Regions from separate parts of the Mus musculus genome. Here all the other regions are linked to region 2. The links are chromatin contacts, called in public promoter capture Hi-C maps. All regions are on one chromosome and are shown on one strand. The core of a region is the stretch at or near the end of the contact, and the rest is flanking DNA. Distances in the headings are between cores, read along the strand shown. Region 1 holds the start of Lypla2 (lysophospholipase 2). Region 2 holds the start of Syf2 (SYF2 homolog, RNA splicing factor (S. cerevisiae)). Region 3 holds the start of Eloa (elongin A).

Region 1 (4,051 bases), core at 532-3,031, 1.0 Mb before region 2:
GAGTACACAATACAACAGCAAACCAGAGACTGCCTCAATAACCGAGTGCTGGGCGTGGTGGTCCACACCTTTATTCCTAGTCCTTGAGTGGCAGAGTTGGTACATCTCTGTATGCTGAAGGCCAGTCTGGTCTATGTAGCCAGCTCTGAGGACTGATGTCTTGAGTTCGTACTCTGACGTGTGCTCAAAACATGGATGCATGTCATTCACACGCAACACCCAACACATTACAATACTAGCTCATTTGTTCCACTAGCTCATTTGTAGCTCACAGGTAGCTCCTGGAACTGAGCCTGAAGATTGGAAGCGTCACTTGCCACTGTGGCTCATGTGAAGAAAGTACAGGGGCTGTATTCATCCACGGACCAACCCAGCAGGGTTCTGCAGGCACTGGGGCTGGTTAGCTGTGTTGCTTTCTTCTCGGTTTTTATTCCTCTTTCTTTTGTGATATCCGTTTCTAGGTCTTTGGCTTGCTGTGGTCCCTTGATCTCCATATTCTAAGCACCATCCCATGACCTGAATACAAGAACAAGCTGCTTCTCTGTCAGGAGGGAGGTGTTTTTGTTGATTGCCCAAGCTTGTATTGCTTTGGGTTCGCAGGGTGGGAAAAAAACAAAACCAAACAAAAAAACTAGTGTAGGTTAATCTGGAAGTCCTCTGCAGCTGAGGGGACCCCTGTGACTCATTTCCTGTTTTCTGGTCCCTAAAGGTTCTCTACAATTCAGTCCTTCAATTCAGCTTGTCTCTCAGCCTGGACTCCAAGTCCAATTTTCACTTTACCAGTGTGACTCAGTGGTGACCAAATGAAGCCCTTTTGTTCTTAGCTCACAGCTGGTGGCATTTTGTGCAGCCTGCAAGGCATCACTTGTCAAGGACAGTGCCGAGCCAACCCTGCCAGTGTGTCAGTATCCTGATACGGCCTACGGACTTTCCCAGGGTCCTTCTTCAAGTGGGTAAGGCCTCTCACACTGTGATTTTAGTGTTCAAAGCAAGTTTACGTGGCCTCCTTGAAGCTTAACAGCAAAGTGATGAAATAGCAGGTGGTTATTATCATTTTATAGCTGAGGAAGCCGGTCAGGAAAGAGAGATCACAGTGTAATCTTGAGGTCGATATATATTTACTTCCTTCCCCAAGCCTTAGCTTCCTCATCTTTAAAGATAAGAGTGGAGGACGGGGTGAACTCAGGTCTTTTCAGGTCAGGGTGTATAATGCTACAGCTTGAGAAACAGTATGGAGGGTAAACAAGAAGCAAGACGAATAAAGAGACAAATCTAAAGTACGACAGGAGACGTGTGGCTAAAAGCATTCACCAGTTTTGAGAGGGAAGCCAATCTCTGAGACTTCACAGAGTTCCACTAAAGTAACCATTTCACTACCTAAGCATACGATACTGCGCACTGGAGACCTAAGCAGTGAACTGTATCTTAATGAAACAAGACAGTGGGGAACATCCAAGACCACACCTGGAAGTGCACCCTGCTCCACGGGGATGGGAAGACGGCTAACTTTATGCTAAACAATACTGAGGAATGCCTCTCCTCCAGGACGCAGGTCCACCAGGAGGGCTTAGCTGGTAGGACATCTGGGAATCCAGTGCCATGTCCAGACGCTGTAGGTGGCAGCGTCGCATCACAGGGAGTGGTCCCACTGTGGGCAACATGGCAGCTTCTACCTGGAAAGCCGGACTCGCTTCCGGGTTCCGTACTGCTGGCCGGGCTACTTCCGGCAGCAGGATGGCTGGGTTCCCGGGACTGGAACGGAAGTTCCGGCGGGGGCGGCCGAGGGGGAAGAGTGTGTGCCTGTGCGGGAGAAAGGGGAGAATCGCCCGAACGGTCTCGGAAGCCACTGGGAGTGAGGTATCCAGGCGTTCGCTCAGCGAGGCTGCGAGGGTCCCGGGGTGGCGGTGGGGAGTGGCCGGAGGGCGCTGTCCAGTCCCGGGACGGCCGGGCCAGGGGCTGCGCGCGTGGCGGGAGAGCGGCTGCGCGCTGGGCAGTGGGAGACCCCATTGTGGGGCGGAGGCTTTCCAGGGTCAATGCCCCTTTGTGGGCAGGTGCGAGCCGTGGGGCAAGGCAGCAAATGCCACCGTAGGGATGTGATGACCCTGGCTCAGAACCCAAGTTCCCACTGTGGAGAATGGGAGACGACGGTCATCCTTTGGAGAGTGGGAGCCGGGTGGAGTGGGAGTCCCCAGAGCTTAGAAGGAAGGGGATCCTAGCTTAGGGTGTCAGGTGCATTCCCTGTGGAAAGAGGAACCCCAGAGTCAGAGGTGTGGAAAGATGCTATGTGATCATCCTACCGTGAGGAGGGGCAGTCAGGGTCAGAGCTGGAAGGTGGGAGCCAGCGGGAGGGCGGGGCGCCCTTAAGACACTTCAGAGGCAGGTAGCACAAGCTTCCGGAGTTTGGAGGATGCTAAGGATGGGGAGGGGCCAGGCAGCCTGATATTCTTTTGTGTTGGGAGTCCCAACACCTGTTCATTTGGGGACCCGTTTGGAGTCAGTGACAGCAGCAACAGCAGGTAGCCTTGTGGAACTGGGAAAGCTTAGAGCACCAGTTTTTGGTAGAAGATGGCAGAAAGGAGTTTGGCTCTCATGGGACATGGGTGGCTTCCAGAGGCCTCGGGAATTTCTTACTGAGCCAGACAGCTGAGAAGACTGGATAGGGGCTGGATAGGAGGGGAGGAGAGGGAAGATGGATAAGATGGGATGTGGGTGGGACTGAAAGCCTGTTTCCAGCGGTTTTCCTCCAGCTCTCTCTAGGGGCAGGACTCAGGGAAGGGGAATTCCAGGAAAGGGACACCTGAGACCTTGGAAAGATGCAGTTAGCCTTCGGAGACATAGGGGGAAGGCTACAGGGACCACCCTGCCTTCCCTTGCCCCTACACTTCCAACCCCTAAACCCAGTGCCAGCCCACCTGTACCATGCTTAGGCTTTGGGATTGGGTCAGAAACCAGGCGTGCCAGTTCTAGACCAAGTTCTCCTTCTCAGCCTTGGGATGGAGACTTCTTTCTTTCCTTTCTTCCTTCCTTCCTTTCTTTCTTTCTTTTTTTAATTATTTGGTTTTATGCACTTTGGTGTTGTGTCTGCATGTATGGCTGTATGAGGATGTCAGATCCCCTGGAACTGGAGTTACAGACAGTTGCGAGCTGCCATGTGGGTGCTGGGAATTGAACCCTGGTTCTCTGGAAGAGCAGCCAAGGCTCTTAACCGCTGAACCATCTCTCTCCGGTTCCCTGGGGCCAACTTTCTACCCCTCTGCCTGAGATTTCTTTCTGCCTTTACTTTCTCTCTGCTCAGAATCAAACCCCTGTTACTGCCCAAGGCTGAAGGCCTCCGGGCGGGCTTCTTAAACCAGGAAGGCTTCTCTCCCCTGGCTTTGCTTCTAATCTACGACTACCTTCTCTTGTGTAGGCCCAGCCTGCAGGAAGCCCTGCAGTGTATGTGTGGTAACACCATGTCTGTGCCCCTGCTCACCGACGCAGCCACCGTGTCTGGAGCTGAGCGGGAAACGGCCGCGGTAAGGGGCCAGCCAGGTGGTGGGTGACGGCTGGCTTTGGGCAATGTGGGAAACATGGAGGAGGCTATATGAGAAGGGTTTAGCCTGAAGCTAGAAGGGTTAATCATCTGTTGGCTCCCACCCCGGATCCTCTGGGTCTGAGGGGCTGGGGGAGTGGTAAGCTGGAGTGGGAGGTCTAAGGGGGACCTGCCTGTCTCATTTCTGACTGTTTTTTTCCCAGGTTATTTTTTTACATGGACTTGGAGACACAGGGTGAGTGAGCTGAGGGGCGGCCGTTCCTTCATTGGGTAGAGCTGGAGGGCCTTTGTCCTACACCATCGTCTCTTCTTCCTTCCCACAGGCACAGCTGGGCTGACGCCCTCTCCACCATCCGGCTTCCTCATGTCAAGTACATCTGTCCCCATGCGTGAGTGTCACCCCAGCTAGAGAGGAGTGTCAGGGGCGGGGGTTGTCCTCTGGTCCTAGACCTGTTGTCTTCATCAGCTGCCTCCTGGGGCTTGGGCTCGGAGCAGTCTGGCCATATCAGTCCTGGCTCT
Region 2 (3,976 bases), core at 1,325-3,824:
CCATTAGTCTAAGGAAAATGTAAGTTAGATATCACATAGGCCACACACTGGTGACATCTGGTCCAGGAAGGCAAGCTCCCAGCTCCAGGCGCATGGGCTGTGGACAGCCTCTCTGTAAGTCAACATTTAAGCACAATAATTTACTATTAACTCTTTCTGAACAGAAATATTTGTGGGACTGGAGTTTTTGCTTAGCATGTGAATACTGGCTGTGAATGTTGGACTATGTGTGTGTGCTGTGTATATTCACATGTGTATGGACACACGTGTGCAGGTGTGCATGCATGTGAAGGCTAAGGACTGATGTTGGGCGTATCCTCAATTGATCTCTACCTTAAATATTGAGGCAAGGATGGCCACTTGAACTCAGAACTCAGTGTTTGCTAGTCAGCCTCATTACTCTGCTTGCTCCAGAGATCCTGTCTCTGCCTCCACAGTGCTGGGATAAAAGGCAGGCCACCACACCCACCCAGTATTTATTTATGTGTTCTAGGTGTCCGGACTCTGGCCTTTAGGATTTCTGCAGCAGGTGCTTGGTCCATGATCCCCAGCACGCAGAACAGTGGTGCTCAACCTGTGGGTCGTGACAAGGGTCACATATACGATACCCTACATACCAGATATTTACAGCAGCAAAACTACAGTTATGAAGCAGCAACAAAATAAATTTATTGTTGTGTGTCACCAGAGCATAAAGAAAGCTGAGAACCACTGTTTACATTGTAAATGTTCAGAGATGCACTGTCTCATTTGTTTGTTTTGTTTTATATTCTTGGAGGCTCAAAGGCCATGTTTTAGAAAAGGAAAAAAAATAGTTCTTTTGAGCCAGCAAGATGGCTCAATGGGTAAGGGTGACTGCTACATAGCCAGATGACATCAATCCCTGGAAAGGCCACATTATGGAAAGAGAAAACTGACTTACTCCTGTTGTCCTGTCATCTACATACACTCCATGACACTTGAGCACACATACATACAAAGCCACAAATACATTTTCTTATTTCTGTGTGTGCATGCGCATGCCTTAGCCTTGTGTGGAGCTCTGTGGACAACCCTGTGAAGACGGAAGTCAGTTCTCTCCCTCCTTCCACTTCTCCCTGAGTTTCAGGGGTCAAACTCAGGTGGCCAGGCTTGTACAAGGGCCTCTAACACTGAGTCATCTTGCCAGCCCAAGAAACACTTTATTCAAGACAGGGGCTGGACTGGGCACTTTAATCCCAGCACTTGGTAGTAGGCAGAGGCAGGAGGATTTCTGAGTTTGAGGCCAGCCTGGTCTGGTCTACAGAGTGAGTTCCAGGACAGCCAGGACTATACAGAGAAAAACCCTGTCTCAAAAAAAAAAGACAGGAGCTGGAGAGATAGCTCAGCAGGTAAGAGCACTGACTGCTCTTCCAAAGGTCCCAAGTTCAAATCCCAGCAACCATATGGTGGCTCACAACCACCTGTAATGGGATCTCACACTGTCTTCTAGTATGTCTGAAGACAGCTACAGAGTAATTTTTGTAATAAATAAATCTTTGGGCCGGAGAGAGCAGGGGTGACCAGAGCAAGCAGAGGTCCTAAATTCAATCCCCAAATACCACATAAAGGCTCACAACCATCTGTACAGCTACAGTGTACTCACATACATAAAATAAATAAATCTTTAAAAAAAAAAGAGATCAAGACAAAAACAAGTCAAGCAGGCTGAAAATCTTGGCAGGTGCTAGAAGGGAGACAGTAAGAAGATATAGCATGCCTTTTGAATTATAGTCCAAGAAAACAAGCAGGTTCAGAAAAAGGGTCAGATGACCAAGCAGTCACATAAAGAAGTGAGAGGGAGCTAGCTTCTGGGAAAGAATGCTAATGTTGAGAGTGACTCGCCAGCCATGCTTACGATTTGAGTAGACATCCAAACAAGAGATGGGAAATAAGTTATACTTTTTTGAGTCTGAACTCGGAGAAAAGGGAAAGTGTGTGCTCGCTGTTTTTAAGGTGAGAAAGGTCTGATTACTATTTCTAACCAATTATTTCCCTAGATGAAAAACGAAGAATCATGGAACAAGAGGAAAAACCTAAGGTACACCCGGTAATGTGGGTGTGGCCGGGTGGAGCAGGCGGGTGGGGCTTTTGACGTGTGTCAAAGCGATCTCAACCCGAGTCCAGACCCACCGGCGGGCGGAGATCTGGTCCCGGGGACGCCGGGTCCGGAGATCTGGTGCGTGGTGCGCCTTCCTCCTCCTGCTCCTCCAGCCCTACTGCCAGCCTGGCCCGCAGCCCCGCCACTCACCCGCTTCAGATGCAGCTCACGGAACTTGCGTAGTCTCTGCTCCCGCTTCTGCGCCGCCAGCTCCTCGGCCGCCAAGGGCCTGGCTTCCGCGCCATCCGCGGGGACCTGCGATCATAACCGGCTTCAGGCTCGGCGTCTGCCAGGGGCCACGGCCCAGGCCTGGGCCCGGCACCCTGGTCTCCCCGGGAGCCGCACCCGGATCCCACCCATGTCCTCAGCCCCGGCGTCTCCCGGACTGACACCTACGCGAAGCCGGTGATACTCACCACAACTTCAGTCACAGCCGCCATTACAGCCTTCTCTCTACTTCCGTCAACAACGCTGAGCACTTCCGGCGGCCTCTGGCCCGCGGCCCAGACTCAAGCCTTCCCGATGGCGTCAGTTTCTTCCGGCCTCTCACGCTCCTTTTAGTGGGAGGGACTGACGCGTGGTATGGCTATGCGCAGGCGCAAACGGGGCGGGGCGGGGGCGGGGCCCGGGAGGGACGACAAGGATGAGGAAGTGCTCCGAACCTGTCACCACATAGAATGGGACGCCTGGTTGGGGACTGCGTATCCTGTCACCAGCTCTAAAGAACCTTGTCTCTCTTGAATTTAATCCGCATTAAGTCCCTTCCATAGAGTAGATAATTTGCTGATGTTACTAACTGTAGAAGAGCAGGGCGGGCCCCATATCGTTCACTCTCACATTCCAGCACCAGAGCAACTACTAAGGTCACTAAGATAATTCGGGAATAAGACAGGGATATATGAAACGTGTACCTTTCAAAATCGACGACTAATTAATTTTAGAAATGAAAAAGCCATCCCACGTGTAAAAATAGCTGGGTACAAATCGGCTGTGGTGGCATTCTCCTAGCGTCTCAGCCGGTGGAGGCAGGAGAATATCAAGTATGAGGCTTGCCAAGGCTACACAGTGACTTCTAGGCTAGCCAGTGCTATAAGACATGGGATATCTAAAAGCTTAAGCACTGGCAAGAAAAAAATGTAAACTGTGGGCAATTCTCTTTTGAGTCCCCCTCCCCTGTAGGAAGCTACTTCTCAAGCTTAATAAAACTTGGCTTGCGCCTGGCAGTGGTGGCACACACCTTTAATCCCAGCACTTGGGAGGCAGAGGCAGGCGGATTTCTGAGTTCGAGGCCAGCCTGGTCTACAAAGTGAGTTTCAGGGCAGCCAGCCAGGGCTACACAGAGAAACCCTGTCTCGAAAAACCAAAAAAAAGAAAGAAAAAGAAAGGAAGGAAGGAAGGAAGAAAGAAAGGAAGGAAAAGAAAAGAAAAATCCTGTCTCTGGATTAAAAGAAATGAGTGAGTTACTTGGCTGGAAGAAGTGAGGCAGGTGAGTTGAGTCTAACTAGCACACAAAATCCCCACAAATCAAATGGAAGGCAATACATACCTCTAAATGAGGAAGTTACAGCCGGCCTATTTCTTTTTTTATGTATGGGGTTTTAGCCTGCATCCATATATGCACCACCTGCATGCCTGGTGCCGACGGAGGTCAGACTAGAGTTATGGTGGTCCTGAGCCACCATGTGGGTTCTGGGATGGAAACATCTTTCCACTACAGCCAGTGCTCTTACCTACTGAGCCATCTCTCCAGTCTGTGCATTTCAGTGTAGCAGCCAGGCTTTGAATCTACTGGGACTAGTTTCAGGCAGTTGATAAAATGTGTGCCAGGAACCAAACTCGGTGCCTCTTACAAGAGCA
Region 3 (4,024 bases), core at 121-2,620, 1.1 Mb before region 2:
CTCAACATTTATTCTTTCTTATTTAAAAGATTTATTTTTGGCATTCACCTTTAATCCCAGCACTTGGGAGGCAGAGGCAGGTGGATTTCTGAGTTCAAGGCCAGCCTGGTCTACAAAGTGAGTTCCAGGACAGCCAGGGATATACAGGTTTTTTGAGACAGGGTTTCTCTGTGTAACTCTGGTTGTCCTGGAACTCCCTCTGTAGACCAGGCTGGCCTTGAACTCAGAAATCCACCTGCCTCTGCCTCCCAAGTGCTGGGATTAAAGGCATGCATCACCACTGCCTGGCTCTTTTCTTTTCTTTTTTTCTTTTTTGGTTTTTCGAGACAGGGTTTCTCTGTATAGCCCTGGCTGTCCTGGAATTCACTTTGTAGACCAGGCTGGCCTTGAACTCAGAAATCCTCCTGCCTCTACCTCCCGAGTGCTGGGATTAAAGGCGTGCACCACCACGCCCAGCGGCTCTTTTCTGACAGAATCTCATGTAGTTCAGTTTGGTTTTTAATATATTATGACTTTTTATTCATTATGATTTAATTTATTTTTAAATGGAGCCAGGTGGTGGTGGCATACAACTTTAATCCTGGCCCTTAGGACGTAGAGGCAGGTGGATCTCTGTGAGTTTAAGGCTAGCTTCGTCTACAGAGTGAGTTCCAGGACCTCCAAGGCTACACATAGAAATCCTTTTTGAGAAAAGAAATAAAAAGAAAGAGAGAAAGAAAGAAAGGAAAGAAAGAAAGAAAAGAAAAGAATGTCACATGAACAGTCTAATAAAAGGGGCTGCTCTCTGATTTTGCAGACAAGGTGGTTAATAATGTGTTATTATTTTTATTTCTAGTGTTTCAAATTGCCTTGAAACCAGACAGCCTGGATTGCTTTCCCAAAATTACAATACCGTTAAGTTACTTTAAAATTACACGATTTCTTTTATTGCGAGGGTGTGTCACAGCTTGCAGGTGGAAGTCAGATAATTTACCTGAGTCAGTTCTTTCCTTCCACTCCAAGGGTCCCTGGAGCCGCGTCGGACCCTGATCACTGACTCCACCCACCCTTAGGCGAAAACGAGCGTATGACTGGAAAGGCGGTGCGTGAGAGTTAAAGCCAGAGTTTGGCTTGCAGAATACAGGCTTGGGGGCGTGGCTGGTTGCGTGGCTCTGGGTTGGGCGTGTCGGGGGCGTGACCTGTGCTGTATTCGACAGATCGCCGTGATATAGTGGGCGTGGTCTGGCGCGGGGGCGGGTCCTGAGGCCTTCCACACATACACACACCCCCAGCGGAGGCCCGGAAGGGACCATTCGCGCTTCCGTCTCCGCCGGGCCCTCACGGAGGGCGGAGTTGCGGCCCGAGGACGCGACGCGAGCCCAGTTCCGGCGAGGAGGCCGCGCCAGTGACAGCGATGGCGGCGGAGTCGGCGCTCCAAGTTGTGGAGAAGCTCCAGGCGCGCCTGGCTGCGAACCCGGACCCCAAGAAGGTGAGCGGCGGGCGGGCGGGCGGCGCGGGCGGGCGTTGGGCGCGGCGCGGGCCCTGTAACGGTCGCGGGCAGGGCGCAGTGGGGTTCTCCTCCGACCCGGAGCCAGGCCCCACGGAGCGGCGCGGGGCAGTGGGGAGTTCGCGGCCGGCGGGCGCACCCCGGCTGGGGGCTGAGGACTGGAGGGGCGGCCGGGCCTTGCGGCTCTCCCCGGGGTTCGGGCAGCCGCGCCAGCTGTTTCCCCGTTGCAGCCGAGCGACTCCGTCCGCTGCTTGGGGGTCCTGCGGCTCGAGGACCCCTGTGCTGTACCCTGCCCTTTAGCCGAGAAAACGGGGAACGCCTTGGGGTTTTTCGAGCTCTGCTCCTGGAGCTCGGGTCCTGGATGAGGGCGTGAGCGTGTTAACTCCGCTCTGACATACTGGAAGGTGGGACCAGGCTGTGATGAGCAACCATGTTTAATTGCACTTAACTACTTTGTTGCTCCTTTTTAGAAACTGTTACTTTTTAAATACATTGTATCCCCTCGCGGTCCCCCGGGTGTCTAGGCTTCTCTGAGCTCTACGAAGAGGGTATGGTGGGAATTAGAATCGTTTTCACTGTAGTCTCTAGCCGAAAACACCAAAGGGTGTGACATGGCTTGTCAGCATTCTAGCCTGGGCCTGAGGTTCCTAAAAGGTGAAGTGTCCAGCGAGCTGAGTGGAAGAGGAAGTGGTGGAGGGAGACAGCGAGCGGACTTACACATGCAATCTAGGTTCCTAGCCAGCACCAGCTCGGGACTTTGGAGGAGTTCTCTGCTCGACCTGTCCCTTCTCTAGTTTCTTCCTGAAATACCAGCTAGACCCAAGTGCTCTTTATAAGTGTTAATCACCATCAGAATTTCCAGTCAGGGACCCCATTCACTCTTCTTGTTCCTAGTTGGGTCACTACCTCTCAACCTCCGGGCCACTTTTTAACTACCCTCCTTTAGCTCAGAGATACACTTCTTCAGAAGCTGTTGTTATAAGTCAGCGAAAACGTAAATGTTTCAATTGTCTTGTGTTTTACTTTCTTTGGAGGCCTTGGGGACCTTTGGTCAGACATATTTACAAGTTCTTTTTACAATAACCCTTTGTGGGCATCTAATAAATGGTCATTATTTCCAAGTCCCAGATTGTCTTTCTGAACACTATAAGATTTGTGACTGACCTTAAAGTAACCACCCTCATTTTGTTGTTTCTGCCATCAGGTTAAAAAAAATAAAAATCCTCCATGTAATATAATATCTGTAGGGTTTTTTTCCCCCATTAGAATTTAAATTTTGGAATGGTCTATTTGTGCATGAAATGTCAAGTTAGAAAAAGGTTAAGTAAATTTTCTTAAACTCCTAATAATTATTTAAAAGGGTGTTTGGTGGTTTTTGTTGTTGTTGTGTTTGGTGTTATTGGCAGGGACTCATATGCTAACACTAGTAGGCAAGGCCTCTACCTCTGACAGCCCTAATTTGGCTTTTCATTTCCCAGAGAGAAAATTACCTTGGGGCTGGGGATGTATTTCAGTAGCAGCTATGTGAGCTCTTGGCTTCTGTACCCACTGGGGAGGGAGAACTGAATGTGTTGTGAAGAGAGAGGTGAGGAAACTGTTGAGAGACCCCTGTGCAAAGGACCTGAAACGTTGATATTCAGAAACACGCTGACTGCAAAGAGAAAATTGCAAGCCTGCACGCTGGCTTTCCAACCTCCTTTTAACATAGCAAGCTCTCACAGGTTTGTGAAGTGGCAAGATGATTATAGAGCAGTATTGAATTTGCAACCAAATCTTGCTTCCAGACCATTATTAGCCAAAAGGCTGATTCCACACCTGTGTTTTTGGGATTCCTGCTATTGGATTTTGGTGTTTTAAGTGTAAATTAACTATGTATTCACTCTGCCTTCATCTAGCCTCTAGGCTCACTTGTTAGAGACCTTACTGGGAGATGACTTAGCTTTTGCTCCTATCACTGGATTGGAAACAATTTTCATGACAGATAAAGTTAGCAGTCCTTTATCAGGTTTTGAGTGTAAAAACTATGAAGCCCATAGATTGGTGGTAGGTGGAGAATGAGGGGGTCACTGCTGGGAACTGGTTAGCTCTAAGACTGGAAGTGGAGAACCCAAGATTCCTATGTATGGGACTGTGTAAACTTTTGTTATTTCTGTCATCTGCTACCAGTTTTTGCTGGGCTACGTTGGGTTGACAGCGCTGGTTTCCATCTACTTGAGGATATCCATAGTCCTCTCTGCTTGTTGTTGCTTCATTCTTGGAAGTCACTGACTGAAAACTGGGGATGGTGAAGTCTTTTTCTCTTATATTGGGCTAAATCAGCTTGAACATCTCAAGAGTTTTCATTGTGTCTGCTAGACCAAAGGTAGGCCACAGGCAATACTCACTTTGCCAGTCTGTACAAAGCCTTGAGATCAACACATCCTCTTTGACTTCTGACTCCATTTCTCTCTCTTGGCTATGTAGTGGTCCTGTAATTGTGTTTTGTGACCTTTGCCACATGAACTGTAAGCTGTCAAGTAGCATGGTGCTGAGAAAGAG

What was found. Promoter capture Hi-C pulls out the DNA fragments that hold promoters and counts their contacts.
Region 1: a contact with region 2 is called in a promoter capture Hi-C map of liver, with 3 times the contacts expected there. The contact joins the promoter of Lypla2 here to the promoter of Syf2 in region 2. A contact is called at or near these places in 6 of 39 promoter capture datasets (cranial neural crest, erythroid cells, hippocampal neurons and 2 more), 1 of 484 Hi-C or Micro-C datasets (B cells), 3 of 115 datasets of contacts at active chromatin or transcription factors (embryonic stem cells, pancreatic cancer cells and thymic regulatory T cells) and 1 of 9 other capture datasets (liver).
Region 3: a contact with region 2 is called in a promoter capture Hi-C map of liver, with 4 times the contacts expected there. The contact joins the promoter of Eloa here to the promoter of Syf2 in region 2. A contact is called at or near these places in 2 of 39 promoter capture datasets (hippocampal neurons and liver), 1 of 484 Hi-C or Micro-C datasets (B cells) and 1 of 9 other capture datasets (liver).

Annotation. Positions count from the first base shown.
Region 1 is chr4:135,970,324-135,974,374 of GRCm38.p6, reverse strand. It overlaps Lypla2 (lysophospholipase 2), which reads left to right and starts at 1,781. Exons shown (of 10, transcript NM_011942.1): 1 at 1,781-1,857; 2 at 3,410-3,515; 3 at 3,736-3,767; 4 at 3,856-3,921. The coding sequence starts at 3,438.
Region 2 is chr4:134,929,578-134,933,553 of GRCm38.p6, reverse strand. Syf2 (SYF2 homolog, RNA splicing factor (S. cerevisiae)) reads right to left here and starts at 2,574. Exons shown (of 7, transcript NM_026780.3): 1 at 2,536-2,574; 2 at 2,270-2,374. The coding sequence starts at 2,559.
Region 3 is chr4:136,018,995-136,023,018 of GRCm38.p6, reverse strand. It overlaps Eloa (elongin A), which reads left to right and starts at 1,370. Exons shown (of 11, transcript NM_013736.4): 1 at 1,370-1,468. The coding sequence starts at 1,394.